Linked DNA regions of Mus musculus: region 1 is linked to region 2. A link is a contact called in public promoter capture Hi-C data. All regions are on one chromosome and are shown on one strand. Each heading gives the region's core, a stretch centred on a gene start, on an enhancer-like site or on the middle of the called end of the contact. The rest is flanking DNA. Distances are from core to core; before and after follow the strand shown. Region 1 holds the start of Fam124a (family with sequence similarity 124, member A). Region 2 holds the start of Kpna3 (karyopherin (importin) alpha 3).

Region 1 (2,747 bases), core at 99-2,598, 1.1 Mb after region 2:
TCTACTGCCCTTCTCTTTTGTGTAATGTGTTTAAAATTAGAGTCCGAAAGCAATGACAAATATGTAAAGTGGGAAGAGCAGGAGAGAGAGAGGGAGAGAGAGAGAGAGAGGGAGGGAGGGAGGGAGGGAGGGAGGGAGGGAGGGAAGGAAGGAAGGAAGGAAGGAAGGAAGGAAGGAAGGAAGGAAGGAAGGAAGGAAGGAAGAGGATTGTTCTTCACAGCTTGTCACACAGAAGTGACACCGCTGTGCCAGTTGAGAGGGCATGCAGGTAGCTAGCCTTCACCTGGGACACTGACAGCTCCCGTAACCAGTACTTGGCATGTAGCAGAACTCACACGCAAACTGTTTTACAGACATGATCTCTTGTAACTCAAAATGGAGGTTCAGGGACGATCACAGACGTGATCTCTTGTAACTCACAACAGACAGAGAAGATAGCAGTAGCCCAATATGCGAAAAAATTAAGGCTCCAGGAGGTTAAATAACTTGTCTGAAAAGAAAAGATGACAGGGTCATAGCTGGTTGGCAGAACATGCTCAAGGTTGCGTCTTCAGCACTACCCTACAAAAGCGAATACGACATACACTTAAGTGCCTTCCACTGCTTCTAATGACAACACCACCAGAATTAAGTCTAAGTTGTTCTTACCCCACCACCGCCGCCGCTCCCAAGTTGCCTCACTGGCTAGAGTGGAAAAATGACTTCCTGCTACTTCAATTATTAACCCATCCTAAGGGATGGCTGGGTTTAACAACGTCAATGTCCATCACCCTCTTGCTGCCAGACCCCTTTGAATGGAAGCACACCCAGGACTCTTCGTGTTATTTTAAGATAGATAACAAAAGAATACATTCTCTAGCAAGTTGGGTCAGTGAGCAAGGCGATAATGAATTCAACGTCTGCAGTTCTGAGAAACACCCACGTGTTTTAACTGGTCCTCAAATGGCGATATCACACTCTGCCCTGGTTGCGCTGGTGGGTGTTTCCCAGTACTGCTCGCAGAATGGGGCTGAAAAAAATCTCTGGGCAAGCCCGGGGACTCCAGACTCTTTACTGTGGACCCAGGGGAGGGCAGCTTTGCTACTAGACTCCATACATGGGGCCCGCACCAGTCACTATAGAACGCACAGCGCTGGCATGCACCAGGCGGGTTGCAAGATAAATACTGCACGCCCACTGCACTCCACGCCCACTGCACTCCTCGCTCATGGAGAGAGTCCATCCCCCGGCACCTCCCGCACTCACGCTCGCGCTCGTGCACACGCGCGCATCCCGTGCACCCGCTCGGATCCTCGCCTGGTGGCACCCGGCGCGCCCGCGCAGCGCCGAGCGGAGGGCGGGGAGGGCGCGGCCGCGAGAGGGCGCGGCGAGCGGCTTCCTCGCGGGGCCGGGTTGTTGCGGAGGCCGGAGACGAGGCTCTCGGAGGGTCCCCGGGGCCGAGGGAGCGCGGACGGCACGCGCGCCATGAACCCGAAGGCGGGCGGTGAGGAAGAGGACTGCGTGGACTCTGGCGCCGAGACCGGAGGGTGAGCTGAGCCCAGCCGGGCGGGGCGGGAGCTCAGTACTTGCGCTCGGGAGCCCGAGCTGGGGAGGCAGTCCTGGGGTTGGGGTGCAGTATCTGCGAGCCAGCGGCATGGTCTGTGGTTGCCTGGGTCAGGGTGGGAAGGGGCGAGAAGAACCCCACCCCGGGCTGCTAGGTGATGGGACCCGAGGTTCAGCGTCGTTCCTCGCAGCCCTGTGGCCCCACGGTGCCAGGTTCAGCCACTATCCCCCTTCACCTAGAGATGCGCCTGCACTTGTTCCAGCCAGGCAACTCTGATAGCTTTGGAGCCCCAGGCTGCTGAGGAGGAAAGCAGGTGGAGAGGGTGGGACACCAGCACAGGAAAAAGACTCCGAAGCCGGCTAGGAGGACTTCATATCTCACTTATACTGTGCTGCTGAGCGGCCTCTCCACCCCGCCAGCCTGGAGTACCCACAGGATGCTGTGATGGGGTCTTGTGTGCTTCAATGGACTCAGTAATTAGCTCCAACCTTTGGAGGCTAATTAGTCCTCTCCCAACAGCAGTTTTCCTGAGTAGGACAAAAGACGGAATGCATTTTCAGAAACCAATGTCCCGTGATGGTCTCCACCCAGCCCATATCTAGAGGATTTTCCTGTGCACAGTCAGCACCACAGCCAGGATACAAGTGCTACCCCAGTAGGAACGTGTGTCTTTTCCTATCTAGAGAAGTCCTGCTAGAGGTCAGGGGCTACCCAGGCTACAGAAGACCTCGGAATTCCTGGAAGGTGGAGAGGTTTCAAACTAATATTAGGATTTGGCAATCTACTGAGAACAGGGAGGGAGGCCAGTTCCAGAATGGACCTATGTTCTGACCTAACCCACGAAAGCGTCCCTCAAGCTCGTCCTGCCTCCCAACCCCACCCCTCCTTGCAGCCTTCTCCACCAGCCCAACCCTAAATCTGGACTGTCATTCTTCCCTACACAGCAGGCTTTCTCTTGTTACCCAACCATGGTAACCGTGACAGAGGAGTAACTTGATTTGATGTCCCCACCCCTGCCCACCATTGCTTTTGCTTCAATTCTGTTGGTGTACAGTTGTCAACTTAGTTTATTTCCTGATATTTTGGTGCTGGAGTTCCAACCTAAGTACAATAGACAAGGATTCTTTCACTAACTCACACTGCCATTATGTATCAACTTTAGTTGACCATCTTTGGCTCTTCTCCCCTCCCCCATGGTTAGTTG
Region 2 (2,785 bases), core at 81-2,580:
ATATTCCCTACTATTAGAATAGAGAAAAGGGGATGGGCTTAAAACTATTTCCCCCATCAAATCCAGAGGTTGGGTCCCAGTGAAGTTTGTGCTATTACACTTCATTGGTTTTAGTAGGAGCAGTGAGACCTCTAGCGCTACCTCAATAAGCAGAGTTTGCAAATAGTAGCTGCTAATGTCACCTTAATGAGACAATGGCAACATGCTGAGTAGCAGCAAACTGAGTGACCACAATGAATGTTTACAGTTTTGCAACCACTTGGAAAATCTACTAGCTTGGTGGCATGTGGTATATACAAGGACGTAGGAATCTTATGTATCCAATTTATTTCTGCAAAACAGGTGAAAGAAATTATTTTCCTATTATTCACACTTCGACTCCAAGACGAGCTTTAAAAAAACAAAAAACAAAACACAACAAACAAACAAAAAAAAAAACCCAAGATCAGAGGTCTGCACAACCTCCTTCCCAAAGCTTCAACACAATAGATGGTAAACTATTGTCCACCTTTAGCTCGCTCTAAATGCCAGCAGTCACAGGGGTATGAGCTGCAACAGCTCGGGAAGACTGGTCCAAAGGACCGCACTGGAATATAAGAAAATGGTCTTGGCGCATCCTACCCTCCCCCATCCACCACCCTCAAACAAGTCAGTTACCCGGCTGGTCCCCACCCCCCTCTGAGGGCTGCCACCGCCCGCCTGGGCCCGGCTCGCACAAGGTAAGCGCGGGGACCGAGGCTCCATGTGCGGCAGCGCGGGAGGCTGCACCGGCTGCGGACACGAGCGGCGGCGCGGCCCGGCCCCGGCGGTGCGGGTGGCACGCGGGCCGGCAGCATCCCGGTCCGTCCTCCCGCGCGGCCCGCGGACCCCGCCTCGGCTCCACATCCCTTCCCCTCCGACGCCAGGCCGCGCCCGCGCAGCGGGGCCGAGCGCTCAGTGGTCCCAGGTGCCGCGCTAGTCGCTCAGAGGGCGGCTGCTGCCCGGGCCGCGGCGCCCCGAGGCGGCGGCCAACTCCGACTGACCGCCAGCCGGCGAGAGCCAGCGGCCGCGGCCCCCGCCCCTCCCCTCCCAGCCGCCCGGCCCGGCCGGCCCCGGAGCACACTCGCCTCCACATCGCGGCCCTTGTTCTTGAAGCTCTTGATGCGGTGGTTCTCCAAGCCGGGGTTCTCGGCCATGGCTGCGCGCGGCTCCGGAGGCGTCTGCTCCTGCGGCGGCGGCGGCGAGTCGAGCGGGAGGGGACGAAGGGGGAGGAGCGCGCGCTCCGTGACGCCTGGAGCGCGAGGTGGCCGCGGCGCGGGGGCGGCGCTGAGGAGAGGCGCGCGCCGGAGAAGGCCAGGGCGCTGGCCTGCCGGCTGTCGCGGTGACCCTGCCCTCACCCCTTCGTAGGGCCTCCCCACAGCCGCTAGTCATGTGCTAGAAATGGAGCCCGACCTAGTCGCTTTTACCGCCACCGCTGAAGCGGGGCGGAGGGCGGAAACTACAGTTCCCAGCATGCCAGGCGCGGGTCTGAGCCACGCCGTGAGAGGACGAGAAGCATGCCGGGAGGGCTGTGCGCGCGCTTTCGGCTCGGCGCTCTCTGAGCGCGGGCTCGAAGCCCCACCTCTGGGCGGGGTGGTGGGCGGGGAAACTCTGGAGATGGCACCTTGCGGCCTATCGGGAGAGAGAGGCGGAGCTTCGGGGGCGCACCTTGCTCCCTACAGCTTGGAAAATTAGAAAAAGAACGGCCACGCGTGCTTTGCGCTTTTGGCTTCTTTAGGGTCTCCTCAAATAGCAGCCACCCTCAAACCCTGTTCTTTTGCTCTGCTTCGGTTTTATAAATAGCACGCTTGTTTCCACTCCACAAATACATGTGAGTGTGATGTGTGTGTTTATGCTTGCTTCTTGCACCTCTATTAAACTCAATGAGAACAGAGACATTGTTGGTCTCAAAAATCTGTCAGATCAAAACAGTAACTAGTAAATTCTCATTAAAAAAGAAAATGTGTTCTAGTATCCCCTGATTTCTCCAAGCATCCTTGTGCAGCCTTCACTTTGGCAGCCCTACCTTTCTATGACCCCATGCCTTAGTCCACCTTAACACACAATGTAACCTTCAGGCAGTTAATCAGACCCTAGGGCTGCAGACTCCAGACTGCCATCTCCCTTTAGCTTCTCATTGGAACAATAACAGGTTTTGGTTGATTTGGGTTGGTTGGTTGTTTTGTTTTTTGTTTTGCTTTTGTTTTTACAGCAGGTGGACTTTATTTGATTATTATCTGAGACTATTACATTTCAGAATTGTCTTAATTAGGGTTTCTATTGCTGTAAAGAGACACCATGATCATGGCAACTCTTATAAAGGAAAACATTTCATTGGAGCTGGTTTACAGTTCAGAGGTTCAGTCTATTATCATCATGGCAGGAAGCTTGGAGGTATGCAGGCAGACAGTGCTAGAGAAGGAGCTGCGAGTTCTACATCTTGGTCCGCAGGCAGCAGAAAGGGACTGTGCCCCAGGAGGGACCTAGCTTGAGCATAGGAGACCCAATGCCCACCCCATAGTGTCATATTTCCTCCTAATACTGCCACTCCCTATGGGCCAAGCAATCAAACACATGAGGCTAGGAGGCCATTCCTATTCAAACCACCACAAGAATCTTCTGCCAATATAAGCTTATGTGAAGTGTTATGCTACATACGATCAAAATAAGCCAGGTCAGAGTTTGGTAGAAATATACCATAAAGAACTCAGTTAAGACAATCTTCAGAAGAAGAGGAACCTGAAAGTCAAGAGCTGGCAGCTGAAAG

What was found. Promoter capture Hi-C pulls out the DNA fragments that hold promoters and counts their contacts.
Region 1: a contact with region 2 is called in a promoter capture Hi-C map of hippocampal neurons, with 3 times the contacts expected there. The contact joins the promoter of Fam124a here to the promoter of Kpna3 in region 2. A contact is called at or near these places in 3 of 39 promoter capture datasets (the 3T3-L1 cell line, hippocampal neurons and stem cell-derived epiblast-like cells) and 1 of 115 datasets of contacts at active chromatin or transcription factors (astrocytes).

What each region holds. Positions count from the first base shown.
Region 1 is chr14:62,554,389-62,557,135 of GRCm38.p6, forward strand. Fam124a (family with sequence similarity 124, member A) reads left to right here and starts at 1,349. Exons shown (of 4, transcript NM_001243857.1): 1 at 1,349-1,526. The coding sequence starts at 1,465.
Region 2 is chr14:61,438,617-61,441,401 of GRCm38.p6, forward strand. Kpna3 (karyopherin (importin) alpha 3) reads right to left here and starts at 1,331. Exons shown (of 17, transcript NM_008466.5): 1 at 1,107-1,331. The coding sequence starts at 1,175.